Regions from separate parts of the Mus musculus genome. Here region 1 is linked to region 2. The links are chromatin contacts, called in public HiChIP or PLAC-seq maps. All regions are on one chromosome and are shown on one strand. The core of a region is the stretch at or near the end of the contact, and the rest is flanking DNA. Distances in the headings are between cores, read along the strand shown. Region 1 overlaps Tbc1d31 (TBC1 domain family, member 31). Region 2 overlaps Zhx2 (zinc fingers and homeoboxes 2).

Region 1 (6,271 bases), core at 587-3,086, 210 kb after region 2:
TTAAAGATGGGTACTTAACTATTAAGGAATACAATGATATATTAAAGACTCGCTTTAGCAGACTGTAGTATAAGTGGTGGAGGCAGGGTCTTCTGTCGGACGTGGATAACGGTGCATGACAGGTCACAACGATAATCCATGTATGTACCTTTGTGTGATAATTGTGTGGAACAGACACACTGGGGAGCACTGGGAAGATCCTGGATCCTCTGTAGGAGCAGCACGCACTCTGAATGGCCGGGTCACCTCTCCAGCCCCCACTTAGATTAAAAGTTTGACAGAAATGTGTATGAGTCAGGGCTCTCTAGAGGAACAGAGCTGATAGAATGGATATGAATACGTATGTGTGCGTAGGTACACACACACACACTGAGAAAGGGGATTTAGTAGAGTACCTCACAGGCTTGTGGTCCATCTAGTCCAGTAATAGCTGTCTGCCAATGGGAAGTCCAAGTTTCCAGTAGCTGTTCAGTCCAGGAGGTGAGGCTGGGTGTCTCAGCTGGTCTTCAGTATCCTCCAGAATCCTGAGAAAGTCGGCTTTGATGCCAGTGAAGGAATGGACTTGCCAGCAAGTAAGCAAAGAGAACAAGCTTCCTTTTTCAACGTCCTTTATATATGCTGTCACCAGAAGGTAGGGCCCAGATTACAGGTGGATCTTCCTAGCTCAAAAGATCCTGATTAAAATGCTGTACATCCTGATGTAAACGTTTCAAGTAAGGCACAGGACAGTGTCTATGTAACGCCACCATTTGTGTGGGGGGAGACTGGGGTGTTTGGGGGGAGGGGCAGGGTCTCACTCTGTAGCCCTAGCTGGCCTAGACCTCGCTGTGTAGACCAGGCTGGCCTCGAACTCCCAGAGACCTGCTTGTCTCTGCTCCTCCATTGTTGGGATCTAAGGTGTGCGTGCACCACCATACCCAGCGCTTCTAAGGAGACGAGCTGTGTGCTGAGGATGGGAGAGAGCCTCCACCAAGTCTGAGTCATCTCCTCAGACATACTTGAATCATGCTCTTGCTTTCTGGCCTTTTTTTCCTTCCAGAACCCTCTCTGCATTAGCTCACTGGTCTGCAATCTTCAGTGACACACCATACCTTCCACTCTTGGCATTTCCATTTGTAAAATTATTCCAGAACAATCAGCTCATCTGTTTTGAAGTTGTGGCTACTCTCATAAGTAAGTACTTCAGGAATCTAGATTTTTTTTTTCTTAATAGGTCAAGAAGTATAAAAGAGTCACATTTAGAGCAAAAAGTGGTCAGGGAAACCTTTACAAGAAAATGCGGAGAGTTGAATTTCTTAGACAGCATTTATTGTTCTGGGCTGGGTTCTGTCAGAAAGAATTCAATCTTGTACCTACTGGGGGTTGGTTGCTTTTCATGGGACTGCTGCAGGATTGAGCACTTGGCAAGCAGTGCCTGCTGGCCATTGTCTGCTGTCAATGCCTGCTGTCAGTGCCTGCCATTCAGTGTCTGCTGTCAGTGCCTGCTGTCAGTGCCTGCTGTCAATGCCTGCTGTCCAATGCTTGCCATTCAGTGCCTGCTGTCAGTGCCTGCTGTCAGTGCCTGCTGTCAATGCCTGCTGTCCAATGCTTGCCATTCAGTGCCTGCTGTCCAGTGCCTGCCGTTCAGTGCCTGCTGACAGTGCCTGCCGTTCGTGCTCAGGTGCTGGCTGCTGCCCTCACGCCCCTCTGAGGCTCACAGAACTGAACAGTTTGTAGGACACATTGTCCTCAGTTCACTTTTGTTGCCTCCTTTTTCCTTCATCACTACCCTGTGCAGTAGCCATGGCTGCCCCCTACAGATGAGACCGAGGCACACAGACCTCTAATTCTGAGGCTAGGTTAAGACAGTGTGCTCCGGGTCACTCATTGTGTGTAAAGTGACTCACTCTAACAACAGCAGTTTAAAGAAGTTGAAATCTTTGCCAGATTTTACCTCTGGCCTAATTACTAGCTCAAGGCTAACTGTCCTGTAATAAATGAAGTAATAGCTCTTGTAAACTATATGATACTTTGCTAATGAAACTTCTGTTGATAATTTTGAGATAGGAGGTCGTAACATTGAGGGATGTGGCTTTCCCTGTTACTCTGATAAGTTCCTTCGATTACTTTAGTAACTAAGGAAAAACATTTGACTTCCTGCTACATCGTGGGAGGGGAGTCACGGCAGCAGAGAGTGAGGCAGCCAGTCACACTGCATTGTAGGCAGGCAGGCAACAGGAAGCATGCATTAGTGCCGATGCACCGTGTGCTTGTTCTTTTATTACACCTAGGGCTCCGTCTGTGGAGTGGAGCGCCACTTGGCACATTGGCAAATTCTCTTTATTCATTAGCAGGGCAGTGGTTGGATATGTGTCAATAAAAGCATGTATGTACACACACACACACACACACACTTCCTAATCCAGCATACTGGACGTTCTGGTTCCTGATGACTTCTGTTTTGCTGTCTTTGATTAACAAAGGGATTGTCTTAGCAAAGGCTATGTGTTGTGGCTTATCCTATGGTCAACTTGACCGGACTTAAAGTCATCGAGACAAACTGCTGGGCCTCTCTGTGAGGACATTTCCAGGAAAGGTTTAAATGAGGTGAGAAGAGCCACCATCAGTGTGAGTTTGGAACCTCATGTTCTAGCAGTTAAGCAGTTACATGATCTTGTCTCTATTCACAAGCATATTGAGGGGGGGGGGGGGGGATTAACCAAGTCTGATGGTATAGGTCTGCGATCCCAGCTAGCCCAGAGGCTGAGGCAGATAGACCACAGGTTCAGCACATGCCTTAAAACCTACAACTAAATAAACAAATAATGAGTAAAAGGGCTGGGAGGTAGCTTAGGGCTAGGGCAGTGCCTCGCACGCACGACCCTTATGTCCGACCCACAGTACTAAAGATAAAAAGCCCCAACATTACAACGTTAGGTAAGCTGACATAGGTGGATCAGAAGTGTAAGACTAGCGTGGGAATATGAATATATACATATAAACAGACACATTGTGACTGTAGAAATTCCGTCTATAGTAATAAAAGTATTTAAAGACTGATTTTCTGATTTTTTTTCCCTCTGTAGTCAATTGGTGTCAACATTGGTTTGAGTACTTTCCTAATCCTCCTATCAACATTCTTAGCATGATAGAAAATGTTTTGGCATTTCATGACAAGGAGCTGCTGCAGCACTTCATAGATCGTGATATAACTTCCCAGGTAAGAATAGAAGGGCTGCAGAGGAGCATTTATTTGGGAGCTAAGGTTGATTCTTGAATGGATAAAACACGATGTCCCCAATAAATAATATAATTTTTAATTTATTGTGTGCATGTGGGAATGTGTGTGTGCACACATGTGTTTGCGTGTGCGTATATCTGTGGGCCTGTGTGCAGGGCTTACACTCAAGTCATCCCCTTGTTGGCAAACAGCTGGGCTGCTGAGCTGTCCTGCTGCCCACAGTGTGTGTTTTTAACAATTTGCCATTCTTTATTAAGGTCCCTCCTGAAAGCCGACCTGCAGAGAGAGGCCAAATAGGAGCTGAGGCTGTAGCTCAGAGGAGCCCTTGCTTCGTGTGCATTAAGCCTGGTTTTAGTCTCTAGCCTGTGGGGACGCAGAAGTGTTGTCTAAATTAATGTAGTGCTTTTAGTAATATAATTGCTGCATAACTTAACTTGGCAATGAACGCTTTGACTCTTACTTAGAATACTGGAATGGTATCCGTCATTTCTTGCCTGCTTTAGGTGTATGCCTGGCCTCTCCTGGAAACACTGTTCTCAGAAGTGCTGACGAGAGAGGAGTGGCTCCGCCTCTTCGATAACATCTTCTCCAATCACCCTTCCTTCCTCCTGATGACTGTGGTGGCCTACAGTACCTGCTCCAGAGCGCCTTTGCTCAACTGTACTCTTAAGAATGACTTTGAGGTAAATCCCCTCTCATCCATAAGAGAAGGTTCTCGAGGCTGCATGTATCGTCAGTGGCGGCATGCTTGCCTAGCTCACACGAGGGTTCCAGCGCACCGCTCATCAAAACACATCCCACACAAGACGTTCTCCAGTCTCGGGGGTTCACACTGCGCAGCTCATCCCAGCTGAGCACCTGCTTGTACTGGGCATTGATGCCAGATGGTAGGGATAGAATAGATAACAAGTCAGACCACACCCCTGACCTTGCGTAGATTCTTGGCAAGCAGGTTGTTATAACTGCTTTGTGTTTATTTTCTCCGTTGTAAAGAGCATTGACCACTTGTTGCTCATTGTTAGAATGATCTCATCAGTGGCCCCTCTGGTCTGTGATTGTCTGGAAATGTGTGTAGACGAGTACTTAGACTTTCATTGTGCTTGGCTGGTTTTGTGTTTTTGAGACAGTGTCTTGTCATGACCTTGTAGCCCAGAGGGAGGCTTCAAACTCCCTCTGTTACACGGGCCAGCATGAGGCTCAGGGCAGGCCTTTCTGCCTTTCCCTCCCAAGTGTTGGAGTTACAGATGTGTGACTTGTGAAGTCAGCCTGAGGAAAACTGAGGCAGGAGGATCACAAGTTTGAAGCTAGTCTGGGCTGTGTAGCAAATTCCAGGCTTGTGTAAACTGTTATAGAATTAAAAAAAAAAAAACAAAAATCCGCAAACAAGCCCTGTAACTGAACCCCCCACAGGGCGTCTCCTTCCCCACTGTGACCCTGGGACTCTGGCTCCATAGCTCAGGCCTCCCCTTAGCTAGTGTTTTCCTATAACTTCCTCTAGGTCAGTTGCTCTGTTTCCCTTCCCTAGCATGTGTGTCTCTGCATCTCATGGTCCTCATTTTTACTGCTCCTTCTGGGTAGTGGCCTTTGCTGGGTAAGCCTCGATTTGAACTTCAAGTTTTCTTACAGTATTTTTTTCACCATCGGAATAACCTGGACATAAATGTTGTAATTAGAGAAGTTTATCATCTCATGGAGACAACGCCTGCTGATATCCACCCAAATAGCATGCTGGATGCTTTCGTTGCACTGACGAAAGGGCAGTACCCTATATTTAATCAATATCCAAAGTTCATTGTGGACTACCAGACACGGGAATGGGAAAGGATAAGGAACGATGAACTGGACTTCTTGAGAGAGAGGTAATCAGAGAATAATCGTTCTTCAAAGAGTGGGACATTAGAAATAAGAAAGGTTTTGTCTTTAGATTGTCTTATTTATGTGTATGTATATGTGCCTGCATGGGCTTGTATACACTATGTGTGTGCAGGTGTCCAGAGAAGCTGGAAGGTATCGGGTAGATTGTCTGGCATTACACGTAGTTGTTAGCTGCCAGAAATGGTGCTAAGAATGGAACCAGGCCTGCAAGAACAGCACATGATGTTAACCTCAGAGCCTTTCCTCCAACCCCAAGTAAAGGTTTTTATGAGATACAACTTCGAATTATACAGTACATGTATCAAATCCAAATTTGAAGGCAAGAGATGGCTTCAAAGATGACTAATTTCTCCTAAGTCTGGAAATAAAAGCACATACTGAACTTGCACTAGGTTCTAGATTTTGTATCTTGGTTGTTTTGAACTAAATTACTTCACTGTCTTGTTTACATTTTCATAATAGTAAATATTGTGTCTAATTAAGGCAGACAGTTGAAAATATGCAAGCTGAAGTGGATGAGCAGAGAGCTAAGGATGAGGCGTGGTACCAGAAGCAGGAGCTGCTCCGCAGAGCTGAGGAGACAAGAAGAGAGATACTTCTTCAAGAAGAGGAGAAGATGGCCCAGCAGAGACAAAGGTGTGGTCCTCATGACCCAGCAAAGACATAGGTGCAGTCCCCATGGCCCAGCAGGGACACAGGAACCATTCACATGGCCCAGCAGAGGCACACGTGTAGTCCCAATGGCCCAGCAGGGACACAGGTACAGTCTACTGCTGTGGAAATCATAGAATGGAAGTCAGATAAGTTCCATTTCCTTTTCTTACTTAAACACTGTATAAAGTTATCCAGCGTAATTTCCATTAAGCAAATATATGAATTAATAAAAAGCATATATACCACTGAAAAAATCTTCCATGTAGTAAAGTTAATTCTAAAGGAATGTTGAATATTATCCCTTAGCTAGAATTTTCAGAAGTAATATGAGCTCTAATATTTTTTAAAACATTTAGAAATATTCATTCTACACCAGGCATAATGTATGCCTGTAATCCTAATAGCCTGGGCTGTTAGGCTCTTAAAGCTAATCTGGGTTTCATGGTAGACTTCTAGACCAGCCTGGGCTAGAGAGTAAGACCTTGTCTTTATTTTTAAAAACATCATTTTATGGTAGGCAGA
Region 2 (6,963 bases), core at 1,652-4,151:
GTGTCAGAGAGACCTAAGACTCTTTAGACTGATGTTTTCCTAAAACCCCACATGACTTTCCAGAAACCAGTGGCAACTGTAAAAGATGCAAGGTTATGTGGCTCTGACAACTTAAAATGTCACAGGCTCGTGGCAGGCAGAAGAACTGTCTTGGTTTTGTTCTGGGCTAGAATAAGATAACAGTAGTTAGCTTGTTCAGCTCACAAACTCCAGTCTTTGTGTTTGGCTATACATGTGTTGGGCCGTTTTGTCAATGGGGAAGTTAACTGATGTATGAGAGACATGATCTTTTAAAATGTGGATTGTCCAAACTGTGGACATCGACAGAACCATGCTTATCTGGTCCATGCATGTGTTGGGAAGAAGGAAGAATGCTCTAAACCTGCCTAAGTAGATGATACAATGGACCCAGAGCAGCTGCCTGCTCCCACTGAAAAAACTGCTACATGGGCCAATTGGTCTAGAGTTAGGTTGTCCAAAGCTAACACCTTAGTGTCTATGGGGCTTCGCCTACTGGGATGTGTTTCCTGAACTGGGAATAGTCTGGCAATCGATGAATCTGTGTTTCCTTCAGCTTCCTTTCCCAAATGCCTTCAGCATGGCAAATGGCTGCTGGCGCCAATTGTCTTTCCTCTATCCCTCCATCTTTCCCAACTGGAAACACAGAACTGTCTGCACAGCAATGTGCAAAGGAAATCGGTAGGCTTTAAAGCTGATGGCCTATGTTCAAATCCAGCCTCCCTCCCTCCCCACCAACAGTCCACGGTCCCAGGGTTAACTTCTCTGCCCATCTGTTTCTCCAGTTTCAAATGGGAATAATGATAGCATTTGCCTCAAAAAGGCCTTTGTGAGGAGCAATCAACTCCATGAATGGAAAGCATTTGTCAAGAACATAATAAACATGCGCAGTGACGGGCTTCACGGTCTCGGATGCTACTGACAGTTTTCATAGAAAGTCAATGACCAAGCCATAGGATCAGCTTTGGATGCGCTTTGCTTTGCTGGGCCAGTGGTGGCCAGCTCCTGCCTGTGCTGTTGGCTTTATCTTTAGGGAAGAACTGAAAACTGCCCATCCCTAGTCTCTCAGAACCTTTCCAAGGGTTCCAAAGCCATCATAGATCTTCAGGGCTACTAGTCAGCTCTGCCACTGGAGTGAAATACTGCAGATGGTTAACCTATGGAGAGAAAAAGGTGGCTCACGGTTTGGGGGCTTCTAGTTTAAGAACTATGCCTTTGGGCCTCTGATGGACATGCCGGCGGTGGTGATAACGGAAGCATTGGTCAAGATGAACTACATAGCTCATGGTTGGGGAGTAAAGGATGAGAGAATTCTCATTCAGTGGTCCTCTTCAGTGGTATATAAGTGACCTAAGGCCCTCCCTATAAGCTCTTCCATACAACTCCAGAACACGTCCCATCACGTGTGGTACAATGGATGGATACATACTGAGCTTTGGGCCACAGGGGACAGTCAACATCCAGACTAGAACAAAGGCAGAGTGCCAATGTCCTGTCTACTTGCCCAGGAGTCTTCACTCCCCAGGCTCTGGTATCTCTAGATACCTCTTCTGACGCTTCACACCAGGATAGAGGGAGGGACGGGAAGAACTAATACCAGAAGAGCCTTGTCTTGGTCATCAGCATGTGCTGTACACCCTGCACTTAGTCTCTGGTTGAGCAGCATAGGGTCCTGCAGATGGCTCCTGCCTCCTTCCTATGGCTCCTCCTGCTGTCTCCACTGACTGTTCTCTGCAGGAAACCATGAGCCAGGCAGACCGGTTGACACTGGGTCCCAGCATTCTGGAAGACATGATTGTTTCTCCAGGAGGCTGTCCTAGGAATCCCTGATGTATTTGCTCCCCAGGAACCCGTTCCAGGTCCTCCCTCTCTGAAACCACCATTTCCTGAGCACTCTCTGGAGGTGCCAGACCTCCTGAGGATACAAATGCAACTCCACTTTCTACCTGTGGACTGCTCAGTCCAGCAGGAGCTACAAAGGAAACACAAAAGGGATGCTTGCATAGCCTAGGTATGGGATGAGCACAAAAGGGATGCTTGCATAGCCTGGGTATGGGATGAGCACAAAAGGGATGCTTGCATAGCCTGGGTATTGGGATGAGAGTGGCCCTTCAGGCCCAGGGTTCCCTGAACAGGGTCAGAGTTCACACCGGGTATATGGCCAAGCTCCAGTGTCTCTGAGTGTGCTTATCGCTCTGGCTATATTACAGATGGTTCTGGCAGGTGTCATCACGCAGCCTCAGTTTCTGCATTCCGGGAGGGCTGATGGATAGCATGGGACCCACCTCCTTGTATATGATCGCATTTGACCTAATCCAGCAGCTCTGTAAGGGCAAACATTACACCCATTTTACACTTCCTGATGCCCTGAGGGGTGAGCCAACCTTGCCCTGTTATGTGAGGGCAGATACCAAGCCCATCCAGGTGTCTAGGAAATGTATATATGCACAATGCTGGGCTGCAGAGCCAGATCTTGGAGACGCCAAGCAGGTGGCAAATCCCTGGCTCTCTAATCCTAGCTCTGCCTGGTGTGTGTCATACAGACTTAGAAAAGCCATTTTTTTTCTTGAGAACTCTGTTTCCCTAGCTGGCAAGTGAAGACATTGGAGGAGAGATTCCATGCCACAGCTCTATAGAACTGAGGCTGAGAACACCTTAGTACTTCAGTCTGAGGTCTCTGTCCTTGTCCTCAAACCCCACCCCACCACCTCCTGCTTTGGGTCCCTTCTTTCTTTCTTCCAGTAAACTCAATGTGTGCGCAACAGTTATCTGGGGAGCTTGTTACGTCTTGGCCACTACCCCAGAACCTATTGACTCTGCATAGCCCACAAGAGAGAACCCGGTCACTTGCCTTCTGTCTTACATACACCACAGGATTCCTGATGACCAAAGTCCAGTAGTTCTCAGATTCCAGTGTGCATCTCTCTCACTTGGGCCTTGTCATAGGGCAGAGCCTACCCTCAGAATTTCTGCTTCCATGGTCAGGGGTGAGTCTACCAGTCTTGATGCTTCTACCAAGTTCTCACATAAAGTGGGGTCACTCTGAGAGGGTCACTGTCTCAGCTCATTCCCTGCAAACCCAAGTAGCAAGTGAGTGGTGGGATCCTGATTCCCAGGCAGCTGTGCATGAACTTTTAAAGAGGAACCTTCTAAACTACTACAGTAGGGCTGGGAGCTGGCTCAGTGTGTCGGGTATGTGTTGTGCAAATACAAGAGCCCAAGTTCAGATCTGCAACACTAACAGAATGTGGGCATGGGAGTGTGTGCCTGTAACCACAAAGGCGGAGGCAGATCTCACTTCTAAGACCTTTCCAATTCTGCTATAGCCTTAACTTGCATTCATTCTGCAACCCATATAGATATAGATATGTCTGCTGTGTGCCATGTGAAGCATTTATCAGAGTGAATGTTCTTAAGTAATGTTAGAATAAAGAACTTACATTAGCTTGATCAGGGTACCAAGATAGGTGGATTTCGTGATAATTGCCCTCGCTGATGCCTCTAAATGTTGTGAATTTACTGTTATTTAATAATTTCTGACACTGTGGAAAGACACACACACCAAGATGGGGAGCAAATAGGAGATACTAAATGTTGAACAGTGGCCTCTATATGCACACACGTGGATAAGCACATATGCACACATACATGTGGACACATATATACAACACACACAAACATACACAGACCAAATAAAAGTACTGAAATAATTACAAATATGACTATTGTTTACCTCTGACCCTATCTACAAGACCCTATTACTACTATATCATCAACAGTTCTCATTGTTACTCAGGACTTAAAGATTCACAAGTCAAAGGTCAAGGAGAATAAGTAGTCACACAAGATTATACACATCACAGATGCAGTAAGAATCTCCTAAACACAGTCTGGGATGTTTTTCATAGTCTACCAGACCTCTCTTTGCCTAAGTTAGGGATATTCTATCGTGAGACTTGTAATAAGATTTAGAAAGAAGTCCTCAGGGTGGAGTGATGTTTCTGATTTGAAGAACCTTCCATTGGTTCACCGAAAATCAGTAGTGGCCTTTGACCCCATGGTAGGACAGCATTGATTGATAACTCACTATGTAAGCCACTATGAATGGATCCCTGGTCCAAGGGACTGTCGGGAAGATGGGTAGGTAATACATCCCCAGCCTACCTGCTTAGATGTGAAAGCCAATGGTGGCCAGATCAAGGGAACCCCCTGGCCTTGAGACATTCCAGCCTGACTGGTGGTCTGTTTGCCTATAAGGGACTTGGGAAAGGAGTTCTTGGCACCTGAAAACACTTGCCCAGTTGATGTGGAGGAGTTTGGATCATAATCTAGTGGCATGCATCTTATGGGGGAGTTTCTCATTCCCTGATTTGTGAGAATTCATATTAAGAGGAACTGCATTGATTTGTAAAGATCCAGAGTAATGGGAGAGAAAATTACATCCTCTTTACACATTCTCTCTCTCTCTCTCTCTCTCTCTCTCTCTCACACACACACACACACACACACACACACACACACACACACACACACATTCACACATTGCTACTTACAGTTTTCACATCTGGCTGGAACCTCCGTCATCTAAAGTGCCTATGTCTTTTGTAGCGCTCTCTCTCTCTCTCCCTCCCTCCCCCCTCCCTCCCTCCCTCCCTCTCCTCCTCCTCCTTCTTTCTTCTTCTTCTTCTTCTTCTTCTTCTTCTTCTTCTTCTTCTTCTTCTTCTTCTTCTTCTTCTTCTTCTTCTTCCTCCTCCTCCTCCTCCTCCTCCTCCTCCTTCTTCTCAATCTCTCTCTCTCCCTCTGTCCTCTCTCTCTCTCTCTCTCTCTCTCTCTCTCTCTCTCTCTCTCTCTCTCCCCTGCTGTCTGCAAGGAATAGTCATGAAAGAAGAAGGACATGCCTTTCCAGCCACGAGCCTCTGAGCCAGTGGGAGCCCTTTACACAGTGGCTTCTGAGTGTTCATTATCTTTCTGGTTTTAATCATAGGCTTACATTGGTCCTAGATGGGTTGTGCCCATTTCTTGGAAGGCAGCTTGATAGAATTGTTGCCGTTGAAATTGGCATTGAAAGTCATGGCTATATCACCTTCTCCAAGAGCCTCTAGATGCAAAGGGGTGCATTAAAAAGCTCACTCCTGCAGCCAGCCACCCTTTTGTAATCTGAGCACTCAGGCTGAGGTAGGACCATCTGGAACTCAGTCATATAATGAGTTTGAGGTTAGCCTGGGCTCAACAACAACAAATAAACACAGCAAACAGAGGACAATTAGAATACAGTGTCTCACCAGCACTATGACCTTGGGTGAGTCACTTAATCTCTCTGTGCTCTGACTTTCTCACCTCAAGAAGTGCTCAATACAAGGACTGAGGGTAAGTTATCAGGTGCTGTTGAAGATACCAGAGAGGACACTAAAGAGCATACTTTTGTTATTACCTTGAGGGAATGACCTGGCTGATAATTTAAGGATCTCATTAGGCCCCCAGTAACCTATGAGGGCTGTGTTCTAGAACTGCTTTTACTTCTACTCCCCTGGAAGAACAAACATTGCCTGGGGTCCAAGCAGCGCAAACCAGAACTTTTGCAACAATGTTGATACTGTCATGGTAATCATCAATAGTATCCTGCTCGGAGAAAAGCTGAGAAAATTGCAATACAATACAAGAACCCTGGAGTGATTGAGAGGGATAAAATACAAAAGTACAATTTTAAGCCGGAGCAGAAAAATTCAATGGTAGGGTGCTTGCTTCTCTAACGACCAGGTCCCAGTTCCCTGAACGGAGCAGCAACAGCAACAACAACAAAAGCCCAATTACACAGTCTAGTCCTGCTCTCAGTCTGCCAGCCTAGGGGCGGGATTATTCTGCCCATCTAGGATTCTGAGCTAGACAGACAGACAGACAGACAGACAGACAGACAGACAGACAGACAGATAGGAGCCTCGGGCTGGACCTTATAGGACTGTGGGATGAGTCCTATATTCAATGAGAGCCTTCACAGGTTTCAGAGAGTGTTGTGTCTGATCTCCATTTTGAGATGACTATTATGGGGGAGGGAGCTGGGGGCGGGGAACAGGGAGGATAGCTGAAGAGGAACCACAGAAGGGGAGATGAGGTGAGGGGTGTGGAGGGGACGACCCTTCAGGGGGCTGCTGTGGACATGCATGCCAGAGATGACAGCAACGCTGATGGAGAGAGCCCTGAGTGGATTTGGGCGGAAGGCGAGAAGCAGTCCTTCCGGTGGGTTGGATGAATATCGTTGGCAAGGAGGAGAGCCACAGAGGCTTCTGGGTGCCAAGTTGGGAGGTGGTGGGAGTCTTGAGAAGAGCAGCCTTAGAGGAGAGTCAGACATTCCTGGGAGTTCTGTAGGAAGCAGCCGTGTAAGCACTGAACCCGCACGTGGGCACTTGTTTCCTCAGGGAAGAGTGCGCCCCATTCTCTGGCTTCTCTGGAGCATGCGGGTCACTGGCCTGCTCCTGGCGTGCAATCAATGCCTTCGGTGAGGCTCTCAAGCCCAGCCCCCTCTCACTCTGTCTGTGAGGATTCCTTCCATCGGCTTTGAGAAGCCCTGTGTTCCTTCTGTCGCCAGGGAGTAATTAATAACCCCTCTCAGAATGCTGGGCCTGGAACCAAAACCAAACAAAAGCCCCGATGTCCTCCTACCTTCTAATGTTACGGCCTTTGGGTAACTTTTTTCTTGTGCCAGTCTTAAGGGATCTTTCCACTGCTGACGCTTGAAAGTGGATTTTTTTTTTTTGATATTGTACGTAGGCCTCAAATAACCTTTGCCTTGTGATGGCTTCTGTCTAGATGGAACCCAGTAAAATTTACAGTAATGTCAACACGGATCACAAGGGTTCAGAGTTCCATTCCACCCAAAGGCCCAACTGATTCATGTGACTTGATCTTAAGAGCACCTCAGAGGGGTGGGAAAATGAGTGTCACCTGAAG

The links. HiChIP or PLAC-seq counts read pairs in DNA pulled down with a chosen protein or histone mark.
Region 1: a FOXA1 HiChIP or PLAC-seq map of pancreatic cancer cells shows a contact between it and region 2. The contact joins two enhancer-like sites. A contact is called at or near these places in 2 of 115 datasets of contacts at active chromatin or transcription factors (double positive thymocytes and pancreatic cancer cells) and 1 of 9 other capture datasets (embryonic stem cells).

Annotation. Positions count from the first base shown.
Region 1 is chr15:57,947,910-57,954,180 of GRCm38.p6, forward strand. Tbc1d31 (TBC1 domain family, member 31) reads left to right here. Exons shown (of 21, transcript NM_001081396.2): 11 at 1,040-1,173; 12 at 3,066-3,199; 13 at 3,724-3,903; 14 at 4,847-5,079; 15 at 5,579-5,731. Among named protein-coding and RNA genes, the nearest start is that of n-TMcat16, 25 kb to the right of the region's middle. Within about 2 kb of position 1,837, at least 27 of the 459 cell types and tissues checked have an H3K27ac peak or open chromatin away from gene starts, as enhancers often do. A contact at or near this core is called in pancreatic cancer cells, where this site is marked.
Region 2 is chr15:57,739,165-57,746,127 of GRCm38.p6, forward strand. All of the region lies in intron 1 of Zhx2 (zinc fingers and homeoboxes 2), which reads left to right. Among named protein-coding and RNA genes, the nearest start is that of Zhx2, 48 kb to the left of the region's middle. Within about 2 kb of position 2,902, at least 4 of the 459 cell types and tissues checked have an H3K27ac peak or open chromatin away from gene starts, as enhancers often do. A contact at or near this core is called in pancreatic cancer cells, where this site is marked.